Regions from separate parts of the Zea mays genome. Here region 2 is linked to region 1. The links are chromatin contacts, called in public Hi-C maps. All regions are on one chromosome and are shown on one strand. Each heading gives the region's core, a stretch centred on a gene start, on an enhancer-like site or on the middle of the called end of the contact. The rest is flanking DNA. Distances are from core to core; before and after follow the strand shown. Region 1 holds the start of LOC100276165. Region 2 has its middle 86 kb from the start of LOC100276165.

Region 1 (5,779 bases), core at 3,075-5,574:
CCAAGGTGGACTGCGGGTTGATACCCCAAAACTTCAGGGGTTCTTTAAGAAATGTACACGGCGAAGGGGTATTGACTAATCTTGGCTGTTTGATTACACACGGATGGCACAGATTTAATTTCGCAGGTGATGAACCGGTATGGCACCAGGACTGCAGGATCACCGATCTAAGAAGCGGATTTAAAAGGGGTCGAAGAGTTATTTGAAGATCTAATCTAATTCGTTGATGCAGAGATCAACGACCATGATTTCCCCCGCCCAAAGCGGTATACCTACTATCTAATCGCAACCGTTGGCTAGGATCCAACGGACGAGGTCCATCTTCCCCCCTCCGACCCCGCCCACGACGGCGAACCGGTCCCTAGCGGCGGCGCCATGGTCGGTCCACAGCCGGAATACCAGTGAGGCACAGCAGCACGCATACGATGGTTCCAAAATAACGAGAAGGCGATTACAGAAGGCTCAGGAGGTACCTCGTTGGGGATTCGGCAGCAGAGCACTCCACCCACGGTGATGGGCGAGTTTGCCACGTTCTGCCCACACCGGTGAGGAAATCCACTGGATTCGCAACCCGATTGGTTCCGTAGCGACGCCAATCTCACTCTCTAGGGCGCGACGAAGGTCGTTGGCCAACCACGCGCCCCAATTTGCTTCACCGGCGAAGAACGGGTGCAGCAGCGGCCGCCTCCCTTCACGGTCCGCAGCAACGCTCCAACAGGTGATTCTCGGGGATGGTGGAACAGGGCAAGGGCGCACACGTGGTCTTTAAGACGTGTAGGAGCGCGGCCGTTACGCAACTCCGAGGTCCCCGAAGAGCTCCCCGCGCGAGGTGAGCGCGGTCCGCGCGGCGAGGATCTCGCGGGCTCGGTTACGAAGGAGAGGGAGCAGCGACTGACGCGTGGGCCCGGCGGAGCAGCGCAAGGGAGAGAGTCCGACCGTTGGCCCCCACCAGTCAGCCAGATGCGGAATCAAGTGGACGCGTGGGGTGAGACTGACGTGTCGGGCCCACTGGTCGGCGCAACAACGTTGTAGGGCCGCGCGGAGGCAAGGGGATAAATGGGCCGAGTGGGATTGGGCCCAGACAGCGTTTCCTATTTCTTTCTTCTTTTCTTTTTATTTTCTATTTTATTTTCTCTATTCCCAAACTCAATTTGAATTCAATTTCTTTTTAAATTCAACCGTTGTGCCAAATTTATCCTCTAATTATACTGTGAAATTAAGAAGTACCAACTTTGGAAATATCTAAATTTTCTTTATATTATTTACTCTCTTTTTCTAAATTCTAAAATCTCTCGTATATTCTAAATTCCACTTGAGACTTTAATATTTTCTTTTCATATGATTTATTATGTGGTCACAAGATGCACACAAAAATGAAAACCACCATGATACATATTTTAGTGGCTTTTATGTTATTAATTATTTGTTTTTACCTAGGGTGTTCACATGTGATGATGCATAAAGGTCAAACTCACATATAGATGAAGTAAAATTGTGTCCCCTTTTATATTATCTCTTACCAATTACAAATTGGGTATTACATGTGTCTTGCTAGCTTTACAAGTCGCTAGAGAGTTTAGAAGGAGATGAAGAAAGCACGATTAAAAGCCAAGCAACAAGAGCAACAAATAAAACATGAATCACACTCTCTCAAGTCAGTAATCACTAAAGATCACTTGTCTCAATTGTGGCACTTGAGGAGGTTTGGAAGCTTTGAATGTGTCTTGGAATGGAGTACTTGCTCTTGTATTGAATGTGTGTGAGTAGAATGCTTGGATGTCTTAAATGGAGGTGGTTGGAGTTGTATTTATAGCCAACAACCACTTAATAGTCGTTGCCCTTGTTCTACCAACCGCGGATGGTGCGCGCCCCTGGTCCAGACGGTCCGCCCCTGCACATCAATGGCTTAAATCCCAACGGTCAGCAGTAACAGCTATATCAACGGCTATAGTGCATTAAATGTGTCGTCAGATGACAAATAAAGAAGTCGTGGACAGGCTGGCCGTGCATCCTGAACGGTCCGCGAGGACACTAAAAATGCATTTTACCGAACCCGTCACCTTCGGGTTTTTTATGGTTTTACAATGGACGGACGGTCCGCGCCTGAGGCCAGACGATCCGAGCTTGGTCCCGGACGGTGCTCTCTTTTCCTTTGGACAGTCCGCAGTGTAAACATGTGATTTGCATAGTTCCTGTCCGAGGCTCACCCTGGTGTTACGGATTGTCCGTCGGAAGGGCCCGGACGGTCCGCACAAAGGTGTATTTCCAAAAAGCTTCTCCTGTCGGGAATAATCTATGGTATTTCGGTCAGTCGACTTAGAATTGATGTAGATAACTTATGCACCTGAAAAATGATCAACTAGGCAATCTAGTTAGTCCATAAGATTTGTGTTGGTTGTCAAGCACCAAAATCAATTATAGAAAATGGTTAAGACCATTTCCCTTTCAGATGGGTCCACAGCACAAAGCGGGGAAGCGCGCGCGGGTGTGGGAGTTGGCCCCCATAGGTGGGATCGAGCTGGTAGAGAGAGGAGGGGCGCGGGCGCGCGTGGGGCAAGCTGAGCCTAATGGGCCGAAAGGCTGAGGGGAGAGGAGGTTGCGGGCTGCTTTTGCTTTTTTTTATTCTGAATTTCTAATATCTTTTCTTTTTATTTTCTCTTGGAATTCAAATCCAACCAAGCCACAAACTCAAATTTAAACATTTCAAGCATATGCATCAAACAAAGATCAAAGTTTAAACTCAACATGATGCAACAATTCATGTCTCCCTAGGGTTTAGTCTACCGAAGTATTAATACATATCCAAATAAATTAACCAACCCTCTAATAAAAGGAAGAGAAAAAGGAAACTATAGAGAGGAGGAGAGTTGTAAGACCTGAATTTGGTAGGTACTAGAGAAGAAATTTTATACCACAAATTTAGGGTGTTACAATACATTGTATTGTCTCAAAATAGTAACTTAACGCGACAGGACGTAATAATGCGCCTGAGCGGTTGGTTTACTCCTCTTCGGTGCCGTGTTACGCCAAGGGGTGGTAGTGGCGTGTAGTTTCCTGAAAATCTACATGACACTTGAAGGCTTCTAAAGATATAAAATGTACCATCTAGGAGAAACGATTGATAACCACAAAAAACATTATCACTCCCCCTCTTTGTTCTAGGCAAGCCCAAAACAAAATCCATAAAAATATCCTCCGGAGGTGCACTAGGAACATGAAGTGGTATATAAAGACCATGTGGGTTAAGTCAGGATTTAGCTTTGTTGCACGTGGTACAACAAGAGACGTAGCGCTCAACATCACGATGCATCCTAGGCCAAAAGAAGTGAGTGAACAACACATCTAGATACAGAGGAGCGCTTGACAGAGAGCATCTTGAGAAGAGCACTTGGTTGGGAGAGAAGGACCGAGGAAAAGCGAAGGATGATATGGTCACATAGCGACAGACAATAGGTCATTAAGCGAAAACGACAAAAGTTTAGTTAAGAGAGATTTTCAGTCCCACCCAACTAAAGTTTAGTCCCTATCATATCGGATTTTTTAAATGATAATTAAATGTATTAAATATACTCTAATTATAAAACTAATTACATATATAGAGATTAAAAGATGAGACGAATCTATTAAATTTAATTAAGTCTATATTTAATACTCATAATTAATATTTAAATATTTGACGTGATACGATCTAAACTTTAATCAGATGACCGAACACTCTCGTAGACTATGTTTAGCACAATTGTTGCTTGTTGGAAAGCAACTCATCTGAAAAGGTTTTGTTTGTTGACTGTTTTTAGTTCATTCTGTAAAGCACCTGAACTGATAAGTTGTTGCAAAGCGTTCTATTTAGCACACCTTCTGTTTAAATATATGAAGACGCTGAAAATAAGATGTGCCAAATAGGTCATATATGCTGCAGCTTATCTATTATTATACTCATATTTAAACTATGGGGGTGTTTGGTTAGAGGGACTAAAGATTAGTCTCTAGTTTTTAGTCTCATTTATTCCTTTTTTGCCAAACACTAGAACTAAAATATGGACTAAAATGATTTAGTTTTTAGTCCTTTACATATGTGCTAAAAGGGAATAAACCATATTAATTTCACATTTAATCCTCATTTAGTTCAATTGTACTAATAGCAGGAGAATGTTAAAGGTCATTTTAATCTTCTTATGAGTTATTTAGTATATTCTTACTATTTTTAGCCTCTAAAACTAAACATGGTAGCGACTAAACTTTAGTTCCTAGATTAAAGAAACCAAACATGCCCTATATTATGTGAATGCAAAATAATGTTTTGGTGACCGGTGAACTGCTGGCAACAATCTTATAACTGAGTTTTGACGTCGTCGACGTCATCAGCATCACCTAGCGTCGAAGCGGCGTCGCATCAGTGTAGAGGAGGATGGGGAGGAGAAGAGATCGAAGCGGCCGTGGACGCAGCGCGAGGAGGCAGCAAAGCAGGTTGGGCTGAGGGGTAGCGCGGGCGACCACTGACAGATTGGAGCAGCAGCAACCGGCAGGCGCGGAAGGTGCAGCGGAGATAAGTAGTGTGATTCAGGTTTGGACCGGACCATACCAGGCTGAGGCCCATTAATGATGCAATTTGCTGGGCTTCTTTATTTTCTCCGTGCTTCCATCCTCTTCTCCGTCGGCGGGGAGAAGTGAAATGCCGTGGAGATGGGCGGCGGCGGCGGCGACGAGAAAGCTCACCGGGATCTCTCAGTCGCGAGTTTCAGTAGCCTTTACCGGCCGTCTTCTCTACCGGTAGAATTGTATCTTCAAATCTTCCCTTCAAAATTCCATGCCCTAACTGACACGAGATCTCTCGTCTTATTGTCTGCGTCATGCCAACTTTGGCTTCAGCTCGTTCGGAAGCGACTCCAGTGAAAGCCGCAAGAGGTCACTGCCACGGGGGGTCGTATCGATCGGGGCCATCAGCCTTGCTGGAGGTCTCGTGCTCAGCGCCGTCAACGACCTCGCCATCTTCAATGGATGCACAACGTCAGCTTCTTCTTTATTTTGGCTTCCTCCCCCCAATTCAAAATCAATCCTGCAATATCTGCACTTGTGTTTCTAACATGAACATGTTTGGATTCCATGAACCAACTGTTAGCTAGCTAGTTAATTTTAGCTCAAATTAGCTCTAATGCATTGGGCGAATGGCTATTTTTTTAGCTGTCTTTAACTAGTTGTTAGCCAACCAAAGCAAATTTGAGCTAATTTTTAGCCAGCTAGTAACTATTTATGTCCATGTGTATCAAACAGGCCATATATTACGCTCCTCAGTTACTAGAGAGAATTGATTTGCATGCAAACAACTGCTAGAAGGCCTTTACTCGTATTTTAATCTCCTGTTACTAGAGAGAATTGAATTGCATGTAAGCAAGTACTAGAACTCGATAGTTTGATTACTCAGGAGCAAAGAGATGTGATTTCTTTCCGCATCTTATTTAGCTGCACTCCAGTCCACTCCAAGCCACGCGTGGTTTTGGAGTTTGGACATGGGAGGGGTTCAACCCACGTGGATTGAACTGAACTGGAATAGGCATTGCAAAGTTTGTGCTGTGTTCCCAAACCCAAACTGTTGCCTTTTTTCTTGGAGTATCAAGGGAGGTCCAAACATATTGCCATTTTTAGAGTATCATAGGGATATCCAAACATTTTGCCTCTGTTCATGCATCAGTGCCATGTGAACTTTAGGAATCCATTTTGGGAACAATCAAATGCCCACCATTGGATATCAATGGTAATGTCTAATGTGTTTAATTACAAT
Region 2 (5,478 bases), core at 177-2,676, 88 kb before region 1:
CTGTTAATAACTGTAATACAAATCATTAAGGACTAGCTAGTCTCTTACTCTTCAGCCCATCATCATGTTTGGTCTTCGTCATCATTTTAAGCCGAAACTGTTACTCTTCGGCTATAGTTTTGGCTTTCATTGTCATCATCCTCGGGTTGTATCTTCGTCTTGAAGACCTTCTACAGAGGGGAAGACTTCCATCACGAGCCGAAGCTCCCTGTAATAATCAATATTATGCAATGAGCAAATGGTTATTCATGTTTTTTAGGACCTTCGGAAGAGGAAGGCCCCCAACACATATCATAGAAAATTATTTCTCGGAAATAAACTATTTATGTGTGAACTACATAGCTAGAAGCATTTAAAAAATAGGATAATAAATAAATATGTAATAAAAATATAACGTAATACATTGATGTTGAAATTCTTTTGTATGTGCACATTTGAATGGAAATTTGGATTTGGCAATTCACAAATTAAAATGAAAACAGAAAATAAAAATATAAAAGGAAAAGGGGAAAAGCTAAACAACTTCGGTGTTAACCAATTTGGTATTTTATTGTGCCGGCCCATTATCTTCCTTCCCTTCCTCACTCCCGTTGGCCCACCCTCGCGCCATCACACTGACCGGCGGACCCCTGTTGTCAATTGAACTCACCGCGCGCACGGGCTGTTGGTCGTTGTCATGTGGGCCAGGTTGTCAGCGCACCTCTCACCCCGTATCAACTGGCCTCGACACGGATGCCTCACCTTGCCGGGGATGCTCCAGTTGACGCAACCATCCGCGATTGTTGCGGGTTGGTTGGGTCTCCCGGGTATTTAGGCAAAGCCGGGGCCACCTCCTTGTACACCAGGTAGAAGTCACCATCGCCAGGCTTGTAGAGGTCCAGGCTGGCCGCCACCGTTGTCGTAAGCAGAGGTGATGCCACCGTTGATGACCCGTGGGATCATCGCTGATTTTCCTCGAACAATTCATCCTGGCGCTTCCCTAGGATCCATGTAGCTCGAGGGAAGAAGAGTGAAGCCCCTTGGAGTCACCGGGATTTCTCACCGGAGCACACCGGTCTCCATGAAGCCACCGTGTCATGTGGACGGCATCGCTGTCGCACCATGATGTGATAAGAAGTCCCTAAATATGTTCGCATTGATCACAACAACATGTAGCCTGATTTTTACCTAAAGAAATTGTTTGCGGGGATGAACGGGGCCGAGCTTCGGCCAGAACACCGCCGTGGTGGCATGTACACCGCCGTGTCCAGTTGCCGGAGGTAGAGGATGATGTCAATATAACGGGCCTTATAGCATACGGATTCGTGTGGGCTGGGCTTCAATTGGAGCCATCAATGCCGAATCAGACGGTTATAAGATCGATCTCAGACCATTGATCTTATATCCAATGGCCACCGTGGGATACTAGTCGTGGTATTGGGTGATCTGTCCTAGGTCGTCCAAAGCTGATCGGGCGGTCAGAAGTCACGCGTACCCTTCGCGTGTCTACTTTGCTAAAAAGACCCTATGATTTTCGTAAATAAACCCGCGGTTCATTACTTGACAGGAAAGGTCACAGATAGGTCCTATTCCTTGCAGATTAGTCCATGTTCTCTTATGTATTAGAACACGAGACCCAGACTAGTTTCTAATTGATTTCAAAAAGGACTTTTGATACAAAATTAAGTCAATAAACTTACAAAATTCATAACTTCTACGTTTTAACTCCAATTTACTATGTTTTAGTTGCGTTAGCTTCGTAATAACATTGTCTACACAATAACAACATTTGTTTTATCATAACACATATTCTTATAATTAGATATTGTTTAATCCGTGTTTAGTAGATTAAGCTTGCTCATTAAAGTTAACCTATCTATAGTTATAATCTGACTAAATCATGATATCTAATCAAGTGATAACCTATACTATAGTTGAATTTGGTGTTTCTTCGTAATATTTTTCTCACATGATTTATAACATAGAAGACATTATCATTTAATCACCTAAAACTTGAGAAAACTATATCTTCTGAATCACAACTCCGATTTTAGTAGTTCTCAAACCTACAATCTCGTGTCATCGCGTAGAATATTCCTACGCTATTTGTTCTCATGTTTGGTGTATTGTTATATTTATGTACTCCTTGTCTATTTGTATATATTGCTACGAATAGTGGTAAGGTCACGAGAATATGAATACCAAGTTGGTGAAGTACTTGGGAATCTCGATTCTAAGGCAAGTTGTGCCCTTGATCACTTTTCATCACCCAATAATGTTCCTATTAATCACCATGACATGCTCATGTTAATCTGATGGGACCTAATAGGTTTCCCTAGACTTGTTTATCCCACACCTTGTTTACCACTGAACTTTTGGGTAGTTTTGCTATTGCTCTACCTAGTTTGTGATTAATATTACATTATGATCATGTTCCAGTTATACTAATGTTTTAATTATTGTTCATGACAAGATCATTGTATTAATTGGAACATGGAGCTTAACTTGAGATATCTGTGCTACCACAAGGGTGGAATGGGATGCCCTTGGCTGACTAATTAGGAAAGCTAGTGGAGGACTACCTTACCGAAAGGGGCAAGGGCGGTAGAGGAGCTGCACATAGGAGGTTCTCGGGTCGATCATGATGCGATGGCTTTTTGGACGAGTGATTCCTATATTTCCCTGCTCAGAAACCGTAGCGGGTTTTCTAAAGCTAGTGGAACTTTGTAAAAGGCCTCGTAGTGGATCCCTAGCCATTCACCTCAGAAGTGTCTAAGGGTCTACCTAACCTTGGCTAGACAGGATACATGACTTGTGAGTAAAGGGCACAACCGCTGCAGAGTGTAAAACCGGTATATCAGTCGTGCTCGCGGACTTGAGCAGCTCAGGACTCTCGCATGATTAATTTATGGAACTAAACTTAATCTGTCATATGCATTGCATCGCGGGTGTTATTATTAATTGTGATCTCTTACTTAATTGGGTTGGTATCTACTTATACTTAGTAACTGCTAATAAAATTTTGACCAACCTTAAAAGCAATGCTCAGCTTTAACCATCTCCTTTGGTAAGCCTTACACTTCACATGAGCTCCCACCTTTGGCGAGTTCATGCACATTATTCCCCACAACGTTTTGAGCGATGAACGTATGTGAGCTCACCCTTGTTGTACTCACTGTTAGGAAAATGGACCCCGAGCCATTTGGCTTAATAGATTTTGGTGTTCGATGATCAACATAACCTGTGGACTAATGTGTTTGCTAGTGTTTGTGTTTGTAGTTCATAGCATGCTAAAGTTACTTGGACCAAGGCATTGAGGAAAGCAATACCTCAAAAGAAGACATTATGAAGATCAAGTAAAGTCCAAGAAACGAAGAAGTGTTGCCTATAGACTATCTATGCGAGGAGCACCGGACTGTCCGGTGCACCAGGAACAGTAGCCCTAACGGTTGGTTCCAGGTGGCACCGTGGAGGGAACACCACCGGACTATCCGGTGTGATGTCTGGACTGTCCGGTGCATAAAGCCTGCGCACCAACGGTCACTTGCTCTGATAAACCTAACGGCTAGGCGCACCAGACAGGGGCACCAGACTGTCCGGTGCACCACAGAAAGCAGCAGCTTTCCTCCAACGGCTAGTTTTGTGTTGGGGGCTATAAATACACCCCAACCGGCCATTTCCAAGTGTAGGATCCCAAGAGAAATACCAAGGAATATAGTAGACATTCCCAAGTGCTCTTACACCCAAGTGCTTAATAGAATCACTCGGTGATTAGCGTAGGTGCTTTGCGAAGGGCTTAGGTTAGTTAGACCTCTTTAGCGCTTGTTCTAGGTGAATCCTAGTTAGTTGAGTGAGTTTAGATAAACCACCAACCCCTCGGCTCTTGCGCGAGCCATTGTAATTGTACCGAGTGGGACGAGAGTCTTGCGAGACCATGACAACCGTGTTTGTGTCACGACCGCCACTGTGTACCAGAGGGAACAAGGCCCGCGGTGTTTTTAGCCAGAAGCTCGATAGTGGAGACGGTGGGGAGCGTCTGAGAGGAGCCGAAAGCGGAGCACCACTTGAGCATGGAGAAGGCCCCTGACTCTCTACTGAGTTACTCGACCGAGGTGCTTGGCCCTCGCGTGGGCTTCCCTTTGCGTAGGGGCACCAACGAGGATTAGTCGGGACCTTGCGTGGTTCCGGATACCTTGGTAAAAATACCGGCGTCATCCACGAGAATTTGCATCTCTATCTTGCTCTTAAAGTTTACACATTTATATTAAGCATTTAAGTTTCAATCTTGTATTCATACTTATATAGTGTAGGTTGAAACTTAGCCATTGCGGTATAGATAGCAACACTTAGACAAAACCTAGTTTGCACATTCTGGTTTGTTTATTTGCATAGGTTTTGCTCTAGGGAATTATTTGTGGCCTAGTTTAGTGAAAGTTTTAGAAGTCCTAATTCACCCCCTCTCTTAGGCGTCACCCATTTCTTACAAGTGGTATCAGAGCCTGGTTTGGCTCATTTGAAACGTTTTAGCTTCACCGCTAAAAGAGCCGACGCTTTTTAGAGGAAGGGATGGATACCCATAGGCCACCACACTTTGACGGCACTAACTTCCCATATTATAGTGCTAGAATGGCTTGTTACCTAGAGGCCATTGATCTAGGTGTCTGGAGAGTCACTCGTGACGGGATGAAACCTCCCAAGAATCCCAATAAACCCACCACGAGTGAGGAAAAAGAAATTCATTTAAATGCTAGAGCCAAAAATTGCTTGTATGAATCTCTTAGCATGGATATTTTTAATCAAGTATTTATATTGAAAACTGCTAATGAAATTTGGCTAAAATTGCATGAGCTCCATGACGGCACATCGAATGTCCGTGAGCAAAAACATTGCCTAGTCTTAAATGAGTATAATTCTTTTGCTATGAAAGAAAATGAGCTTGTTAGATATATGTATTCTCGTTTAAATCTAATCATCAATGAGCTCAATTCTATTGGCATTAATAAGCTAGGTGATGCAGACATTGTGAGGAAGATTATCTCCCTGCTACCACAACAAAGATACGGGAGCATCATCACTATTCTCCACAACATGGAGGACTTGAGTACAATGACCCCGACCATTGTGATTGGGAAAATCGCAACCTTTGAGATGTCACGAAAAATGTGTCAGGGAGAGGAGCCAGCTTCCTCAAGGCCATATGCTTTTGCATGTGATGAAAGGAAGGGTAAAATGAATGCTCTCACTCCAAGTACCTCAAGTGAAGAAGAGGAAGAAGAAGAAGAAAGTGATGATGAAGGAGATTGAAAGGGAATTAGGCTTACACCTAGTCCCTAATTAATTTTGGTGGTTGAATTGCCCAACACAAATAATTGGACTAACTAGTTTGCCCAAGTGTATAGATTATACAGGTGTAAAAGGTTCACACTCAGCCAATAAAAAGATCAAGTTTTGGATTCAACAAAGGAGCAAAGAGGCAACCGAAAGCACCTCTGGTCTGGA

What was found. Hi-C and Micro-C count contacts between places; a contact is called where the count stands out from the background.
Region 2: a contact with region 1 is called in a Hi-C map of leaf, with 4 times the contacts expected there. The contact joins the enhancer-like site here to the promoter of LOC100276165 in region 1. A contact is called at or near these places in 3 of 25 Hi-C or Micro-C datasets (leaf and tassel).

The regions. Positions count from the first base shown.
Region 1 is chr7:53,615,317-53,621,095 of Zm-B73-REFERENCE-NAM-5.0, reverse strand. LOC100276165 reads left to right here and starts at 4,324. Exons shown (of 4, transcript NM_001374097.1): 1 at 4,324-4,770; 2 at 4,870-5,007. The coding sequence starts at 4,673.
Region 2 is chr7:53,700,254-53,705,731 of Zm-B73-REFERENCE-NAM-5.0, reverse strand. No RefSeq gene overlaps it. Among protein-coding and RNA genes, the nearest start is that of LOC100276165, 86 kb to the right of the region's middle. Within about 2 kb of position 1,426, at least 16 of the 20 cell types and tissues checked have an H3K27ac peak or open chromatin away from gene starts, as enhancers often do. A contact at or near this core is called in leaf and tassel, where this site is marked.